2 separate regions of the Mus musculus genome follow, and region 1 is linked to region 2. The links are chromatin contacts, called in public promoter capture Hi-C maps. All regions are on one chromosome and are shown on one strand. Each heading gives the region's core, a stretch centred on a gene start, on an enhancer-like site or on the middle of the called end of the contact. The rest is flanking DNA. Distances are from core to core; before and after follow the strand shown. Region 1 has its middle 39 kb from the start of 6030407O03Rik. Region 2 holds the start of Igfbp5 (insulin-like growth factor binding protein 5).

Region 1 (3,794 bases), core at 1,275-3,774, 1.0 Mb before region 2:
GGGTCATATGGAGCAGAGTCTGTGTGGGAGTCCTTAAGTAGGGCAAGGACAGGGTATAGATCCTTGAGGGGAGTGAGTAATGTCCATGGGGGGGAGGATAGAGGAAGCCGGGTGCTGTGGAGATTCACAGATGACTTCAGAGCCGTTTTGAGGTAAGTCAACATACTCTCCCAATTTAATACGTGTTTAGTGAGCACCTACTATGTGCCAGCACTGATTCTGTCATCAAGAAGCATTGGTGGTTTGTTCCTGCTGTGCCACATCGGTTCTATCAGAAAGGTCTGTTTCCGACACAATACAGCATTGTCGTCTACACAGTTCATACTTGAGAACCGTGTGGTCGAATGCAACAACAAAAACCAAGATGGCAGAAACCTGACAGTGGCCGATTGGGCACACCTGGATGGCACACAGTTAGACACGGCAGTACCACAGGCACCACGGAGTTTGCAAGTGGGTCAGGCAGGTCTGGGGAGAGCAGGGGTGGCCTGTCCCACAGTGGGAGTCCAGCCTTCTGGGTGAGCAGTGCGGAGGGTTGCAGCTGGCCCCATGCATCCCCCTGGTCGCAGCCTTTGTGCTGGAACTGGACATTCATCTGAAGGCCAGGCAGGACAGTGGTTAAAGGCACAGCTTGTGGTGTTTCCAGTGTGGCCTCCATTCCTACTAGCTGCCAGGCCTTCCTGTGTGCTTCTGCTTTCATACTTCAGTGTAGGGTACAGTACTTATAAAGGGTGGCTGTTGCAATGGAGTGATTTTACTTGTAAAACCATAACTGGGGCCTAGGGAGATGGCTCAGTGGGAAAGAGCACTCGCTAGGCAAGCTTGAGGACCCGAGTTCAAATCCCTAGGCCCCGCATAAAAAGCTGGGCATGGCTGTGTGGGCATGTAACTCCAGCATTGAGAGGGTCCTGAGAGCTTACTAACCAGACAGCCTAGCCAAAGTAGTGTTTTGTTTTTTTCCAGTGAGACACTGTGTATTGAAGGACTAAGGGGAGAGCCATAAAGGGAGAAACCTTATACACATCTCTGGCTTCCTCATGTGCTCATGGGGGAACACACTGGGGCACACATGCTATGCATCGTACACACACACCTACCTTACACCTCATCATAGTAATTTACAAAGTGAAAAACTGTAACTATTACCTACGCTCGGTATTTCTTTATTTGACCTCCTTTTCTCTCTCCTCGCTAGACTCTTAAGTCCCTGAGGGCACAGAGTGGTTTACCTTAAGCCCTAGGGCAGTGCCTGCCAGGTGGGGCACCCTCTCCTGGTGCACAGGGAATGGCTTAAGTCTGGAAACCTCATGGAGGCACTGTGGGAAGGAGAAGATGGAAACACAGACATGTGTACAGAAAAGCTGGGCACAGATGGGCTGCACAGGCTATGAGAGATGACCAGAGCAGCTACTGTAACAACTGGGAACTTCAGCATGTTTATTATGTATACTGGAGCGGGGCGGGGGGAGCACATGTTAGCTGTTGGCTAGTCTTGGTAGGAGGTTTCTGTGGGTGAGCAATCTCAGACCATAAAGGTTAGAAGTGTTTACAAACCATAGACCAGTGTGTGTGTGTGTGTGTGTGTGTGTGTGTGTGTGTGTGTGTGTCTGTGTGTCTGTGTGGTATGTATGTGTGTTTATGTGTATGTATGTGTGTGTGTCTGTATGTGTATGTGTTACTAGTAGAGGGTCTTGAGCATGACAAGCAAAACATTTTAAAAAGGCAGAGTGTGGGAAGGAGAACCCAGGAATGTGGATGTATGCGTACGGAGCACCCTAGAGGAGGGGCAGCAGCAGTGCTAAGGTTGCAGGTGGAGAGAGAGACTTTGGGGTGTGGGGCACTGCAGTTAGGAATGAGGGTCCAGGCTGGAGTGGAAACTGAGGCATAACCAGACACTATTTGGAGGGTGGCCTCCTTTCACAATGGTTTCCCTGAGCATCTGTGGGAAGGAGGGCAGGGGTGGGGATGCCTTTGAGACACAGTCGCTGTCACTGGAATAGATCTTTCTTATTGCGGTGACATCAGCAGGTGCCAGGAGGGACAGACAGGCTGTGTTTCCTAGTGCCAGGCTGCTGAGGCTAGGAACAGCAGAGCTCTGTTGCCACGGAGATAAGGGAATGAAGAGCAGGTAGGGCCTTGTAACTGTGAGGGCGATGTAATTCCAGGTGGCCTCAGAGTTCTGTGTGTGCTTGGTGGTGACACTGCCACCTGACCGCCCTTCCTCTTCTCCAGTTCCTCCTTGCCTCTCCTAACCCAGAATCCTAGACTGGATCTGGGAGGTGGTAGCTGGGCCAGGTAAGAAGATACTAGAGATGGGGTGCTGTTTTTAAAAATTAATGAATGAATGAATTGATTAATTAATCAATTCATTCATTCTTTTTTTAATCTCCATGGAGGCTTGCAACCTGTAAGAATGGCTGGCAAACTCCCACTTCCGTCCCTCCCGGCCCCAGCCCAGTCTCCGCATGCCAGCACCTCCATTTTTCATTTCCTGTCTGCTTCTCCCACGCTAGTCTCTGGGTCTGGATCCATGTTTCTCGTTCATGCGGGTCTCCCAGGCAACCTTCCTTAGTGCCCACTGGAAGAAGCATCAGTAGACCAAGCTAGCTACAGTTGCTGAGGGGGGGGAGTGGAAACCGCAGGACCGTCTCTTTCCAAGGATCTTCTGGAATGAGAAAGGATGGCTTTCAGAATGCGGAGAACATCTGGAATGATCAGACAGGGCTCAGTCTGAAGTCCTTTTCTCGTCTAGGCCCTCAAGTCCACGTTGGTTAACATTTTATAGCGTTTTCATGATCCCAAGGCGCCCTCCAGTGGCCAAATAGGAAGTTGCGGCTCTTCCAAGAGGAAGTAAAAGTGGGCAGTTGCTGAGCCAGCTTCACACCGCCCCCGCACCCCCCCCCCCCACTCAATTCCCAATTCCAACTTCAGCCTTCATGCTGGAGTCCACTGAGGTGGCAGGAGCCAGTGAGGAGCCCTGGATAGGCAGTCAATGACTGGGGGCTACTTATGGCCTCTTTACCATGAGTCTCTGGGTTGGCATCTCTGGTACTTCCTAGCCCAGCATTGCCTATAATATAAACTCACTTCCTGGATAGGCAAGGTCTGTCTGTCCATCCTCCTGCAGCCAGCCTACAGTTGGCCCTCTATGATTGAAGCTTTGGCTGGTCCACAGATCAGGGCAAGTAATTCTAGAAGGGCCATGAGGAGGTTGGGAGGGCTGGTTACCATCTCCAGGATGCACTTGGAGAATCCAGGCCTGGGATTGAGCTGCATAAGAAAACTTGACCTCGGTAGCAGCAGCTGGAAAAAAAACCCAAGACGGTACTGAGAAGCCAGCATCCTGCATCACCAGGCTCCGGAGGGTCTGTCGATGCTCTGGGTTCAAAAAGTGCACGAGTCGACAGGATGCTCAGGGAAGGAGAAGCTAAGGAGGCAGCTTGTGCAAGCTCAAGCTGATATCCACCAACCACCCAGTGGTGGCTTACTATCTAGTCACAGCAGGTTACCCTCCTTTAGAAACGCAGAGTGACTCTTTCACCTAGACTGAAAGGAACCAGTTTTCAGAGCTGCAGTGGCGTGGGAAGGGGGACAGTGCCCCCTTGTGGCAATATCTTGGTACTTCAACTCAGAAGAAGCCAGAAGATGAGATCTACTTCTGTCAGGCTCATTTGTGCACAGCATCTAGGAGCAGAGGGTAGGGCTCCCAGAGACACTGCCTTGTGACTCACTACAATAAGCGTGATTTCCTCTAGAGAGTCTTAGGGTCCAAGACAACTAATGAGAGCAGCAAA
Region 2 (4,236 bases), core at 976-3,475:
TGACCCTGAAGAGCAGTGCCCGTCTCTCGGTTCCTTCTGCTCTTTTGGAAGTGGAGCTCATCATGGTTGTTTAATATAGAAAGTCATTCACTGATCTCTCCCCATGACCCCACCATCACCCTTCGAGGACCAATTTCCCACTCTCTCACTTCTCTTCTCCCTGCCCACCTCTCTTCTCTATGAGCCCTCTCCTTCTCTTACTGGTCCTTACACACTGTACTTAGCCACAAGAAGTCAGCTAGAACAAAATTTACTTCTAGAGGCTATATTTTGAGAGTACTGGGCAACTCTTGAGAAACCGGACAGAAGAACCACCCTAGATTTCTCGTTTCAAATGCTACACCAGGGTGAGCTGAGCCCATCCCCACACCATGCCCCTTTCTAACACTCTTCCCTCCTGAAGTTAACTTAAATAAGAAAATAACACTTGATCTCTTCCCCTTCTAAAATAATGCAACCCAGTTTCTAATGTTAAGTTGCTCCCTGCTTTCCCAAGCCCTCCAACAGCAGAGACAGGCTCTTGGAACCAACCAACCCTCCTGCCTTTTTGGGGGGTGTGGGGGTACATTGGTGCACACAGCTCTTCTTCCCTCTGCTAGCCACCAACACAATAAAACTGCCCTGGCAATGGGTGTAAAAGGACACCTTTAAGATTTGGTCCTGTCTTAAAATGTGCCTATTGGCAGAGAACCGAGAATCTGGATCAGAATCTGGGAGTGTGAACAGCGCCCGGGGAGATGCTCCCAAATGGAGCCAGCAAGGGAAATATTTTCTCAATATTGCAGTCCTCCAGCAAGAATTCTTATCATAGATAAGGGTGCAGTCTAGTGGCAAAATTCATGAAATGCAGCCCCTTTTTCTAAAAGAACAGAGCAAGGGAAGAAGAGAGTTGGAGAAAGGGCAAAAGCCCTGCCCCCAAGAACTCCCCAGAGACCATCACTTGATCATGTCTTTTCTTACCTGTGGTGGGCAGTCTACAGACCACCTATCATGTCAAATTAATTTTTAAAACAAACAAAAAAAGCTAAAGCCATCATATTCCTTCTTTCAAAAATTAGGTTTTCTTTCATTTTCCTAAGGGAAGAATGGTCCCTAGTGCTGACTAGCGATCTGGGGCTTCCTGTGGCATGGTGAGGATTTCTCACGTGCAGGCTCCAGGATGCTACCTTGGTACATATTAACCCTTAAACAAGGTCTCCTGCAGCGAGGTACCTGCTCACTCCAGGATCTGCCTACCCCACAGAAATGCCTCATTGTCAACCCAAGAAGGTTATCACTTTATCCTACCTTCCTTCCATTTAAAAGGACATTTAAGGTGTCCATGAGGACACCAGATAAAACTGACAACCCACAGCATTTCCTCCAGGGTCTCAGTCACTACTCCCAACAAAGCTGGGGAGGGGGGTGGGGTGGAGGGCGTTATCCCTTCTTGAAAGTGCACATAGCACGCTCACACTCAGAGAGAGAGAGAGAGAGAGAGAGAGAGAGAGAGAGAGAGAGAGAGAGAGAGAGATTCCCTGGTCATCTATATAGGTGAAGGAAAATGACCACTGGCTTTAACTAAAATCAGTACCCCACCAGAACAATAATGACAAGCCCTTGCCATAATCCCTCTGCCCCTTTTAATGGGGGAGGGGTCTACACACGCGCCCGCACTCCTTTTCTCTTTAAATTTATCTCAATGCCCCTCACCAGCTACTGTACACTACTTGTCCTCCAAACACAAACACACAGACAGACAAACCTTCAGTGGTCTCTTAGACACTTTTTTTTCTAAAGTTGGAAAGGACTTCTTGGGCAGGGTATACACGGCTAATAAGAAAATGTGACTCCTAACAGCCAGTGTCCGGGCTAGTTGTCGGAAAACAGACTCGCTCCATTGTATTCACCCAGCTTCTGAAGAGTACTGCCATCCACTCCTCCCTCCACCTTCTCCCTACTCTCCTCTGTAGCTCGCCTGTCTTCGCCCCCCCCCCAAAGCCCTTTCCGTACATTCCGTGAGGAGGAGGGCTCTGTGTAGGGAGCGAAGGGGAGCCCCCGTGTCTAGAAGGCCTCTCTTCCCCACCCCCACCCCGTGTGAGTTTGCGCTGCAAAGCTCCTTGGCATCCTTGCATGGGTTGGGTGTTGGGGAGCTCAAATTGCAGCTACAACTGGCTGGCAGCCAGGGGCCGTCTATTTAAAAGCGCCTGCTCGACCAGAGCCCGCAGTCTCTTTGGAAACTTCTAAAAGAGCTAGGAAAGAGCTGCAAAGCTGTTTGGGCTTTTTTCCCCCTTTTTGTTCCTTTTTGTTACCCCCCCCCTCGGTCTGCACCCTTCTCCGGACTTCACGCAGAACCTGCGGGTTTCGAAGAGGTGGTGACAGAGCAGGTGTTGGGGTCCAGGTTTGGTGAGGTCTGGGTTTTTGCCCTTTTTCCCCCCTCGATTTCAACATTTTCCCGATCTTGTTGTCAGCCGCCGACGCCTCTTACCTGTTCTGCGGCAGCAGCGCAGCTGGCCGCTGAGACCGAGCGGAGTGGGGTTGCGTTTTAGATTTTAAGCAAAGGGGGGAAAATTAAGCCCAATCCATTTTTTTCTTCACCTCCTCCCTTTTCAAGGCCTCCAAGCTAATTATTTCTGTTGCTTTGGAGTGAGCAATTCTGTGGTTCTCTCCACCACCACCCCCAATTCTGACCCGATCCCGCCTGGGGGTTTCTACGGTCTCCGCTCGCTCTGCGTGCACCTGGCGCGCCTCTTTTTTTCACCCCCAACCTGTTGCAAGTCTTTAATCCTCGCAATTGGGACTTGCGTGCAGGCATCTGAATCCTCCTTGCCTCATATTTTGCAAGTGTTTGGGGGAGAGCACCTGCTCTACCTGCAAGAGATTTAAAAGGAAAAAAATCTCCAGGCTCCCTCTTTCTCCACACACTCTCGCTCTCCTGCCCCGCCCCGAGGTAAAGCCAGACTCCGAGAAAATGGTGATCAGCGTGGTCCTCCTGCTGCTGGCCGCCTATGCCGTACCGGCTCAAGGCCTGGGTTCTTTCGTGCACTGTGAACCCTGCGACGAGAAAGCTCTGTCCATGTGTCCCCCCAGCCCTCTGGGCTGTGAGCTGGTCAAAGAGCCCGGCTGTGGCTGCTGCATGACTTGCGCCCTGGCGGAGGGACAGTCGTGTGGCGTCTACACGGAGCGCTGCGCCCAGGGTTTGCGCTGCCTCCCCCGGCAGGATGAGGAGAAGCCGCTGCACGCCCTGCTGCACGGCCGCGGGGTTTGCCTCAACGAAAAGAGCTACGGCGAGCAAACCAAGATAGGTGAGCGCTACTGGGGTTTCAGTTGCACGGCACAGGAGCTGGGGAGGGAGGCACCTTGGATGGGTGGGGACCGGGGACCGATTGGGAACCCGCGCGCTTTGCGCGCGCAGCAAGTGGCTTAGACCCTAGTAGCTCCTGAGAGTAGATGGGGTGGGTCCTTGCACCTCACACTTGAATCCCTGGCAGAGCAAGCTATCCTAGGCGGCTGTCTAACCGTCTCTACCAGTTTACACTTCATCTCCACCCCAACCCGACCCTCCCCCACTCCTAACTCGTGGCAATTCTGACTCTGAGCTCCTTTTGAGTCTCAAAGTCCAAATCCCAAGAGAATCCTCTCTGAAAAAGAACAGGTTAAATTATCAACTCCCTTCTCCACCCCAACCCCGTACTTTTCTCCCTAAACTTTAGAAAATCCTTTCTGTTAAAAGGTCATTTTAATTGGAATCTGAAGATGCGTTCCATCTTTAAAGCTAATTCTACCTTGATCCCTCCAAGCCTCACCCCTCCGCCCCCATCTCAGTGCCTCTAAATTTATCTCTCACTCTATTCCTATTTGCTCAGGAGCGCGCGCGCGCGCGTACGCGCGTACATCCCCCCCCCCCACTTGACAACTAATGTCTTTTGGGTGGAGGTATTGAGAGCTCACCCACACGTACACTTGCTGCTTTTGAATTGATATGATTGATTATGATCGATGAAACATATTAGACTGTAAAACGTCTCTCTTTTTTCCTCCCAGGAAGAGAAAGAATACTTCGGGAGGGCTGGGGTAGGGCGTGGGGTATGAGCTGAAAGAGTTTGGTGTTCTGTGCTGAATGTTCGTCCCTGAATCTAATGGTTTTTTTTCCCCTCCTAAATTCAGATTTTAGTTAAGATAAAAAGATGGACACAGGTTTGAGAGGTGAAGAGGGATGTGGGGGTGAAGACATCCTCAAGTTCCCACTGGATGCTG

The links. Promoter capture Hi-C pulls out the DNA fragments that hold promoters and counts their contacts.
Region 1: a promoter capture Hi-C map of hippocampal neurons shows a contact between it and region 2, with 8 times the contacts expected there. The contact joins the enhancer-like site here to the promoter of Igfbp5 in region 2. A contact is called at or near these places in 7 of 39 promoter capture datasets (the 3T3-L1 cell line, 3T3-L1-derived adipocytes, the C10 cell line and 3 more), 1 of 484 Hi-C or Micro-C datasets (cortical neurons), 4 of 115 datasets of contacts at active chromatin or transcription factors (astrocytes, embryonic forebrain, forebrain and 1 more) and 1 of 9 other capture datasets (adipose tissue).

What each region holds. Positions count from the first base shown.
Region 1 is chr1:73,901,536-73,905,329 of GRCm38.p6, reverse strand. No RefSeq gene overlaps it. Among named protein-coding and RNA genes, the nearest start is that of 6030407O03Rik, 39 kb to the right of the region's middle. Within about 2 kb of position 2,524, at least 44 of the 459 cell types and tissues checked have an H3K27ac peak or open chromatin away from gene starts, as enhancers often do. A contact at or near this core is called in cortical neurons, hippocampal neurons and stem cell-derived neural progenitor cells, where this site is marked.
Region 2 is chr1:72,872,854-72,877,089 of GRCm38.p6, reverse strand. It overlaps Igfbp5 (insulin-like growth factor binding protein 5), which reads left to right and starts at 2,225. Exons shown (of 4, transcript NM_010518.2): 1 at 2,225-3,284. The coding sequence starts at 2,951.